2 separate regions of the Gossypium hirsutum genome follow, and region 1 is linked to region 2. A link is a contact called in public Hi-C data. All regions are on one chromosome and are shown on one strand. Each heading gives the region's core, a stretch centred on a gene start, on an enhancer-like site or on the middle of the called end of the contact. The rest is flanking DNA. Distances are from core to core; before and after follow the strand shown.

Evidence for each region. Hi-C and Micro-C count contacts between places; a contact is called where the count stands out from the background.
Region 1: a Hi-C map of leaf shows a contact between it and region 2, with 1.6 times the contacts expected there. The contact joins the promoter of LOC107928097 here to the promoter of LOC107927969 in region 2. A contact is called at or near these places in 2 of 34 Hi-C or Micro-C datasets (both in leaf).

The regions. Positions count from the first base shown.
Region 1 is chrA12:7,763,821-7,768,915 of Gossypium_hirsutum_v2.1, forward strand. LOC107928097 (probable LRR receptor-like serine/threonine-protein kinase At1g07650) reads right to left here and starts at 3,017. Exons shown (of 24, transcript XM_016859268.2): 1 at 2,730-3,017; 2 at 2,268-2,454; 3 at 1,773-1,844; 4 at 1,612-1,680; 5 at 1,458-1,529; 6 at 1,294-1,365; 7 at 1,129-1,200; 8 at 966-1,037; 9 at 810-881; 10 at 587-658; 11 at 423-494. The coding sequence starts at 2,868.
Region 2 is chrA12:7,414,409-7,419,659 of Gossypium_hirsutum_v2.1, forward strand. It overlaps LOC107927969 (NADH dehydrogenase [ubiquinone] 1 beta subcomplex subunit 9), which reads right to left and starts at 3,001. Exons shown (of 6, transcript XM_016859113.2): 1 at 2,739-3,001; 2 at 2,618-2,659; 3 at 2,260-2,341; 4 at 1,584-1,639; 5 at 821-893; 6 at 92-361. The coding sequence starts at 2,870. The coding sequence ends at 852.

The DNA.
Region 1 (5,095 bases), core at 1,767-4,266, 350 kb after region 2:
GTTGAAGTTCTCAAGATGCTGATTATGGCAGATTCATGTACGCTATTCTAAATATTCAACTTGTAAAAAAAATGAATGAAAAATCATAGTATTCCATTAAACTGGTGAAGATGTCGCTACAAATATTATAGAATCAGTCAACATTAGCACCGTTTTACGTAATGTGATATGGCAATTGATACCATGAGTGCAAAATTATGAAACACCTCTAAGTAGATTGCTGCTCTAGTCTCTACATGGATTTGTACAAAAATCTTTGTAAATATGAAACATAAACAGACATTAGTCACAGAAGAACTGAGCTCGTACACATTAACATTGTACATTTATATCATGACGAACCTTTTCCGCAAATCCACACAATTGCTCCTAGTACTGAATTAAATACTGAAAAATGAGATGAATAAGAACAGAAAAATTACAAAATTTGCATTCCCGAAAGTTCCCATATGTAATCAGGGATTGGTCCAGATATGTTGCAGCTACGTAATATCCTGCGTTATGAGCCCCCATCATGTCAGCACAATTATAAAAAATAGGGATTAATATGACCTTGAAGAATTTTGCAAGCCTTGGAATGACTTACAATCTATACATGTTTTTCATATTTTTTAAGTTCGGAAACTTTGAACCCTCTCCAGGTAAGTCACTGATCCTTCTGAAATATATAGCATTATAAAGAGTTGTTAAAATAGAAAAGGACCCCAATTCAATAATTTTAGCATCTACATTGTAATGAACCCAGATTACGTTAAATCATTAATAGAAATGAAGGGCTACAAAATCTAAAGGGATCAAGACAAACTCACAGTTCCACTAAGTTATGCAAGAGTGCTAAGCTTGAAGGAATTGGCCCTTCAAAACCACTAGCTTGAATCTCTCTGTCAGCAAAAGAATTCAAATCATCACCAAAAAACTTTCAATAAAGAGCTATAGAGAAGCTGTTGAGACAGAAAGGTGCTTACAATTTCTCAAGTTGCTTCCAACTTTGAAAAATGTCGGGCATCTTACCAGAGAAATTGTTACTGCTAATCCTACTGCATATACCATGCATAAAAGCAGGGTATTAACAAATCCATCCTTATTAACAGTAAACACTAGATAGTGTTGAAAAGTGAAAACACTTACAGTTCTTTTATATTAGACAGATTAGCCAGGAATGAGGGAAACTTCCCGATGAGATAGTTAGCACTAAGAGTACTGAATTCAGGAAAGAGGCAAAATCAGGCCAACCATAGAGAAGTAGACTGATAAGTCATGCACGAATATCTAAAAGCGAAAAGAAAGGCTAACAGGTTTTCCAGGTTGACCAATTTCCCAAACTCGGGAAGAATAGTTCCAGAAAACAGGTTGTTCTCCAGGCTCCTGAAAATATAATACTAAAAGAAACGTTATAATGCATTTAAGGAAAAAGGAAAGAAATAATGCTAAAGTAAACATAGGCAAGCGAGGCATACAGATATTTTAGAGAGGTTATGTTTCCTAAATAGCTTGGAATTGGCCCCGATAAGCGGTTCATAGCAACATTCCTGAAATGTATCCATTGCTGTCAGTTGAATGAAAATAAGCTTCTTCTGAACAGGATAAACATGAAATGCGCTAGTAGCTTACAGTGTCTCCAACTTCAGAGCAGCCCATTCACGTGGTATTGTGCCATTAAGATAGTTCAGATATAGTACCCTAAAAGCAACAGAAAAAGGAGTTATAAAGAAAGATAGAAGCTTATTTGCTGGGTAAAGAGTCAAATCATCAGTTGTATCCTTTTTTCTTACAATACTTTAATATGTGATAGCTTGACAAGTGAGCGTGGTAGAACACCATCAAGATCCTGCCCCAAAAGATAGCTGTTCCAATGAATACAAAGTTTTTAGAAGCATGTCAAATTCAAAATTCCAGATATATTTTCTCTCACACAATAGTTAGGAGAGAAATTTTTGTTGCAGAAAAAGAATTCAAAGACCCCTTTCAGTGATAGAAAATGACAGTGTTGATATTATATAATGACTGAGATGATTAATTAGGATAAACTTGTATCCGAATTAGAAGCCATACTCATAGAGCCATTCATCTTGAATGAGGCACACCCTTACTCTATTTGCCTATGGTAATAATTTCATAGTGCTAAAATCAAAATGGACAATTCAAGCAAAGCAAATCACTGATACAGAAATCAAAGTTAACATACTGAAAATAAAAAGAAAGAGGGCTGTCTATTGTTAAGGAAATTAAAATAAGCATCAATTTTATTATGATCAGTAAGGACTTACATGCCATCAATATGACATTCACCATTGGGGAAGGAGCAATTGCAGGTGACAGTACTGTTGTTAATGGCCTCTGGCACATTTGGCGGCGGCGGTGGAGTAAACCAACTTGACTTATTGTTGCAAGGGTTTTCATTGTAATTCCAATCCTTCTTCCCAAGTTCTGTTGCTATCTCATGAAGAGCTCTTACTGCAAACCCAGAAAGAAAAGAACAAATCTTTGAGAGGCAATTGGAGGAAGTAGAACTGGGTTGGTACAAATTTACAAGCAAATCACAGGATAATCTACACACTCAAGTACATACTCAAATGAACCAAACCTGCAATTTACTGTTTGGTTGAGATTAGTTAAGAAACAATAAAAAGGAAAGTGGACTGGAACAGAGTATCAGCTAGTAAAGAAATGCTGTTCATCTTTAACACGACCTGAAGCAAGAAAGAAGTTGCAAAGCTGTGCTAACTTACCTTCATAATCTGGAGGATAGGGCGGCTCCACTTGGGCTTCAACTTGGTTTGGTTCCATGCAAATGAGCATCAAGACTGTAAGAATCATGAGCCCAAAGAGTATATTCATGGTTGAAGGATGTGTAGCAAGTCTGCCCATGTTTCTCTTAGTGAAATGAAGCAATCTTCTTTCACCTAAACCAATTTTCTCTTCAAAAGTTAGCTTTTGATGCAGCTCTAAGTAACCAACTTTTGAAGTGTATGAGGAAATTCATGATTTCAATGATGGAAATGTGGAAAAGATAAGTTGGAGAAAAGTCCTATGTCACGTCAAAAAAGGTCCACCGAAGTAAAAAATTACCACTTATTTCCATTTCATAGAAAAAAAAACAAACCCCGAAAGGTACAGCGAAGGTTTATAGTACTAGTAGTAATAAAGTAATAATAAAATTTTATAAAATAAAGTGAGGCCCCACTTTTTATTGTAAAGGAGAAGAACCAATTATGACATGCCTATAGTTTATGAATTGTCCACTAGTTAAGGTTTGGAAAAATAATAAATAGAAATAGAATTGAGATGTAAACTACACTAGACAGACCATTGATGGCCAAATTTTTCTTTTAGTCTTTGTCTGTGTTACATCACATTTTTTATGCTTTTAGGATTAAATAAGTTCATACTTCACCGGTTTGACATTGACCCTACCTGACTCATCAGTTGACCGAAACCCCAGTCATTAAAAACAAAACCCTCCCCGAATTTATTTAGACCAGAGTATTTGAGTAACGTCGATACATATTAATCAATTTTAAATTAAGATTCTCGAAGATTTGAGAGGAGTCAACAAAATTATTAATATTTTTTTTTGTCATATCACACTTGATCCACATCATCCTATTTAATAATATAATTTCATGTGGAAGAATTTTACATGTTACTTCCCTTTCTCTTCTTTTTTTGGTAGAAAAAAATTACAACTTAAAAATCAAACATTAAGTAAACTTGAAACAATATCCTGATCTATTAATCGCAGTTCTGGTTTCTTATCTCTTCTGAGTTTAACTATTTTATCAGTGATTTCATTATCTTTTATTGGGATATGATGAAGATTTCAGTGACTCAGTGACTTTAAACTCAAAAGAATTCTCCTAATTAAGGCAGAATTAGAACCGTATCGAATTCCTTCATGGATAAGGTTGACCGCTTCAAGATTGTCTCTTTGAATAAGAACTTTCTGAAAGCCACGATCAAGGGCAATTTGCAACCCATCTAGAATGCCCCATAGTTCTGAATCAATAACTTCACAATTACCCAAATACCTCGTGTAGCCAACGATCCTAGCTCCCTTCTGATCTCGCAGAAGTCCTCCTGATGCAGCAAACAAATCATCATATTTGACCGATCCATCAGTGTTCAAATATAACCAACCCTCCAAGGAGTCAGGAGCCAACTCCGTCCGTGAGAGTTTAGTGTCCCTTGCAGTGTAAGCTGAAACATACTAATTCGCCCAGCATAAGGAGGCTTTGATAACCTCATCTGTACTGCAAGAAAGACCTTGAAATAAATGAAGATTCTGATTTTTCCACAAACGCCAAATGATAATCCCGAATAAAGAAGGCCAATTGACTCCACTCCCTAGCTTCACATTCTGCTGATTTCGTAGGTTAAGCTCTAACCAGTCATGAAGAGATCCTGCAAAAAAAACAAAGTGCATAACTGTAGGGACTATCTGCAACCATACTTCCCTTGCCGTTGTGCAATCACGAAGCACATGAAGGATATTCTCATCATTATGACCACAAGTGCTACAAGCAGTGTCAGAACCTAGTCCTCTTCGTATTCTTTCAACATTGGTGAGCAAACGGTGCTTAATAACAAGCCAAATGAACACTCAAACTCTCTGCAGCCCAATATAATTCCAAGGTATCTTCCAAACATCTTTTTTCCCATGCCAAGAAAGCTCACGGAGCTTAATATACGCACTCTTCACAAAAAATGCACCCGATGTAGTTCCCCTCCATATAATTCTATTTAAACCTGAATTAGGTTGAGGTGACGGGATCCCTACAATTTGTTCAATGATGTCTTCAGATAGCCAAAGGCGAAAAAAGTCCAGATTCTAATCTCCATTCTCCGTGACCATATCGCTGAGAGACGGATCCATATCCATATCCAGCAGTTAATGATACGCCCATCCCCAACTGACCAGTGTAAATTTTCCCGTACAAGCGGCCAAATCTTCGATAAAGATCTCCATAGGAAAGAACCTCGTCCCCTTGATAAGGACTTTGGTAGACCGCTTTGAACCCCATATTTGGAACGCAACACCTTGACCCATAAAGAGGAATGGTCAGTCATTAGTTTAAATCCCAGTTTCATTATGAAA
Region 2 (5,251 bases), core at 1,751-4,250:
ATAGGTTGCAACCCTTTGATTCCAACGTCTTCAATGGCACAATGCACAAGTACCCAACGTAGGCATATAGACAAAAGATGCAAACATAAGATTTTGACAAAAAAGGATTCATGATCATAGTATTACTTTGCAAATGTCAACAACCATTTGGTACTTTCAATCTGAGCAATGATCTCATATCGTAAACCAGACACAACACTTAAGTCAAAAGGAGCATCAACATTAATGTTATTAAAGCTTCATCACGTTTCACTGGGATGAATACAAAGGAGTTGCTGCCAAGAGCGTATGAATAGTTCCGTGATTTTGGCTAAACGATTGTTGAATCCTTGCGTTGGAATCCCTCAAGGAGTCTCTAGACCTGAATCAACCAAAAATTGGAAAGTTTTAGCATCACAAAAAATAACAAAATGTTCAAAGCATCTAGTACCTACGTGATTTGACATGGCATTTTCTTAACAGAGGATGCTTTGGTAGAAGATTGGATCCTTAGTGCAAATATCATTCAAATTTGAAAAGATACTAACATGTCGAGTATCATTTATTTCGAGACAAGAACACACTAATCACTCCCTAAATAAACTAAATGATTTCAGGAGAGTGTATCTCGAAAAACCTTGAAATTATTTTCACAATAACACCCTGCTAATACATTTTTGCATGTATGTATTTTCAATATAAATCCAAGAGATTATCGCAACTAAACTTCTAAAGAAAAGCGCAACCAACCAGTGGCAAGTTGTAAGACACAAACCAAAACTTTGACAAGGGAATTATACAAAGAACAAAGAAAACCTAAATAACAAAGTAAATGGCTAACCTTTATTTGTTGGGGTAGAAAAGATCATGTTTTAATCATTTTCTTCTTTACCATAATCATATAAAATCTCAATCTGCATCAAGAATGAAATATCAGAACTGGATAAAAATTTAAAAAGCAATTAAATCAATCAGGAATTTTACTAATAGTTGCTTGAAAGCTCCTAAAAGGATCTAGGTCAGGTAGCTAAGCAACAGGGTAGAAACTCCATTACAGGACAAGATGAACACTCCTGTTCCCTTCACCCTATCTTTCTCCAGCAATTAGATCATTTTTTGACACCTACCGAGATAAATAATATACTCAAAGGAAGAAATGATTCTAAAATAGTAGGAAGAAAGAAGCTATCTGCTATAGAGAAACAAAACAAAGACAAGTGAAGAGGATTCTCTAATTACTTTTCTTCTAATCTGCAGCATGATGGGTTGATAATCACTATGAACATTGGATAGCCGTAGAGAAGGCCAATGGACAGAACAGAACAGTGCGGTATGTGAGAGGTGCAATCTCAATTTTCTCCAGCTAAAATACTGGATTTTTTAGATACCATGAACAAAGAAGAAACAAAAATAAGTGGATGTCTACTCTAAAAGCAAGAAAAGGATAGCTTACATTCATAAAGGTAGACACATGAATACTCCAAAAAAATAAAAATAAGAATGCATAGAATACAACAAGAATTGCAGACAAGTGAGGAAACATGCGAAAACAAAGAAATAGCATATTTGTTGGCAAATGGCAAGAACGGAACTAAAAGAATTACCCCAGATGGCGGGACAGGGTTTCGAGTGAACTTGGAACCACCAGGAGCCCAAGGAACTGCAAATGGAATTAAGATGTTAAGCTTCAAACCACATAACAGGTTTAAAACTGGAAAGTTAGCAACTTATAAGGAAATCGCAGTCAATCAGTCAAGTGTCACAACAAGAGCAAGACTTAACAGTAAGAACCAAGTACTTTTTACCAAATACAAGAATGTAAGTAGATGGCACCAAGCAAGGAGAGGTGAAGTACCATAGTACTAGTTTGGTAGCAATTCTCTTCACCTAAATACCTTGTTTCTCACAGTCAATGAAAATTCACTGGTAATAACCAAACTATTATTTATCTGAGATGGAATCAAAATCCTAACAAAGAGTAAATGAGTTACCATAAAAAATTCATCCTATTGTCAATTTTTTGAGCCATTTTCCTCTCAGTTGTTGCACAAGAACTTCAAAAGAACACACACGTATATATACAAAAATTCCTTCCACGCGAGAACTATTGAGATGACATAGACATTCGATTTCCAATACACTAACTCTGCCTTTGGTAATATGCATGTATCTTAGAGACCAAGTGTATGCATCAGAAAAAGAAAAGTTTCATATCCCATTACTTCAAACAGAAGTTCTCTTATAAAACCAACAACATTGAACATACTATTGTAATCTTACCAATATAAGGATCAGGATGCCGCCACTTATTATAGGTTGCTTCACCTGCAGCTATCATTTTGTCGATTGTGTCAAGATCTTCCTGCAAAAACCCAAATTATACAAAGCAACATCATCAAAGATACTTAGTGAAAAGCCAAAACAACCGCAAAGTTAAACCATTAAAAATATAATCACCATTTACATGAGTCCTTAATAAGTTCAATGCAGAAATTCAATGAGATCATTTTGTCATAATAGAAACAGAAAAACAGAACACCCAGTAGGTAAATCTTCATACAATTTATCACTGAATATGATTAATTAAAAAAAAAAGAGGATGATATAATGTGAAAATGGGAAAGGAATGAAGACGAACCACATGCTTGTTGGCTTCGAATTTTTCGCGAAGATCAGAGGCCTACAAAAAAGAAACTTAAAATCAAAGAATCGATCAATTAAGAAAGAAAAAAAAATGAGGGGAAAGATCTGAGAGATACATCTTGATAGAAGAGGTGGCGATGGACGGCCCAATTGAGGGTATCTTTGAGGGCACGGCGGTAGAGAATCCGAACCCTCTCTTTCTGAGCTGCTCTTCGAGCTAAATACGCTGCCGTCGTGGCTCCGCTCATTTCGGCTGCTTTTGCTTTTTCCCAGATTCTGGACTCTTCTTTCTCTGGCTCTTCCTACGCTGTTCCTGGTAGGGGAAGTGTTGATGTAAGACTGTACACACGGACTCATTAATTTTGAAACGACACCGTTTAACGTTTAACGTTTAAAGTAAAAGGGATTTAGCTGGTAATTTGTGTTAATTTTTGAGACTTTTTCTTAATTTGTTATTTAAGTTTTTTTCCATTTAGTACCTGAATTTGATTTTTTTTACTAATTTGATACTTAAATTTTTTTAATTCAATTAGATATTTAAATTTGACACTTTTTTTTTAATTTGGTATCTAAACTTATTAATTGTTATATAAATTACCAAAAACATTAACTATGTTACTTTTTTTTATAAGGGTATAGAAATAACTAATGCATGACTGATATGTGACACATAAAATGAAATTTAATGACAATAATAATTACATTTATTTGGAGTTTCCACTGATTTTCTAAATTATATGCTCGAATTTTACTTTTCATTAGGGTTAAGATTATTTTAAATAATTTAAAAGGGATCGCATGCTTAAATCATTGTTTGGTTTTCAAAAAGCTTTCAATTCCACAAAAATATCATCAGTATTAGAGGAAATCTAAGTTAAAAAATTGTACTTTGAGCTATACATGAAGAATGATTGAAGAAGAAAATTAGAGTTTAAAAAATCTAAAATAAAAGATACTCATTGTATTAAAATAAAAGAAATAAAATAAAAGTAATTGAACTTTTAGAATGCCAAAAAATATTTCATGTCATCCCTCGTATATCAATTATATATTAATTATTTTGTTACCTTGTAAGAAAATTATATTGTTAGCATATTAGAGTAATTTGTATAACGTATGACAAGTTTAGATAACAATTTGGACCAAAAAATATAGCTATCAAATTTTTAAAAAAATCAATTTCAAGTACTAAATATTATATTTATTCAAAAGATAAATACATATAAATCGATTTTTCTTCTTGCACATTAAAATTGTAATTTATTATAATCATATATTAAGAATTTAATGTGGGTCAGGTGAATACATTGTCACATCCCGAAAATCGGGTTAGAAGAAATTGGGTTAGTGAAATCAAAAGTGGTCACGCCCTATTTTGAATAAAGGTTGTGAAAATTATGTAAAGTAATTTGTTCTGATTCAGTGGTTAAGAGATGTGAGTAGTGTGTGTAAGGTTCTGAGTTTAAATCATTTCCCTTGAATTTTTGCAAAATCTCAATCTTTGAACCTCTGATTTATAAATTATTTTTGCTCAACTAATATTAAGAATGAGTTTGTTGGTTTAGTGACAAGACTTCAACTTACTCTTTAGTCTTGTGTTTGAATTCTTGCGTATGCAAAGTGAATTATTTTTTGTTTTAAACTCCGAGAAAAAAAATTTGATGTGATTAGTTAGTGGGGTAGTTTTAAAAAAAAGGTGACGAGGGATTTTCCTAATTTTTCTCCCTCAACCGACTATTTCTCACTCTCCACTCTTCCATTTTCTTTTCTTTTCTTTTCTTCTGTTTTTTTCTATTATTCCTTTGCAACCTTTAATCTTTTCTTTTTGATCAATTATGCTTGTATTTTGTCGTTGTTCTGTTGTTTTTCATGCCTAGTTTTTGGATTTTGTTCTTTGGTGAGTGATTTGGGCTTCCGAAATTGTGGTAAGTGATGTATAAGTATGGTCTTCTTTGCCATTGTTGTTATTAGTAAAAAAAATGTTCTTTTGGTAAGGTTTTATTCGAGGAATTCTTGTTGGCTCGATTGCTCTTTGATGATTTCTTTTGGGGGTTTCTGTTAAGGGAGGATCTCGAGCTACATAAATCTCTTTCGACTAATTGAGTACCTTAGTAATTGCTTTCTAGGTAAGGGCTGGTTTTTCTAGCGTTTTTAGTTGAATGAATGTTTTGAGTTCGTTGAAATTGTATTAGTTTACTTGATATTTTGGTGTTGTAATAGGAGTTGGTAGTGTTGCTTTTAAGTCGACATCGGAAAACAATCAAGTGTGTGTTTTTAACTCGAAACCCCCGCGAATAAATCTGGAAAATTTGGAAAAAAACCCAAGGAATTTAAAATTGTTCCTTGTCACACGGTTGTGTGATAGGTCGTGTGGCAGACCATATGCGTCACACAACCGTGTGACTGGACATGTGGGGGAACACGAGCGTGTACGATTACACGGTCAAATTAGGTAGGCCGTGTGGAGCACACGGGTGTGTGCAATTACACGGGCAAATCAGGTAGGTCGTGTGGGACACACAAGCGTGTGAAATCACATAGGCAGGATAGGGAACCAATGTGGGCCACATGGGCTGGTCATCTGGGTCGTGTGAAACCACACGGCGTGTGGCCCATTTTTCTAAAATTT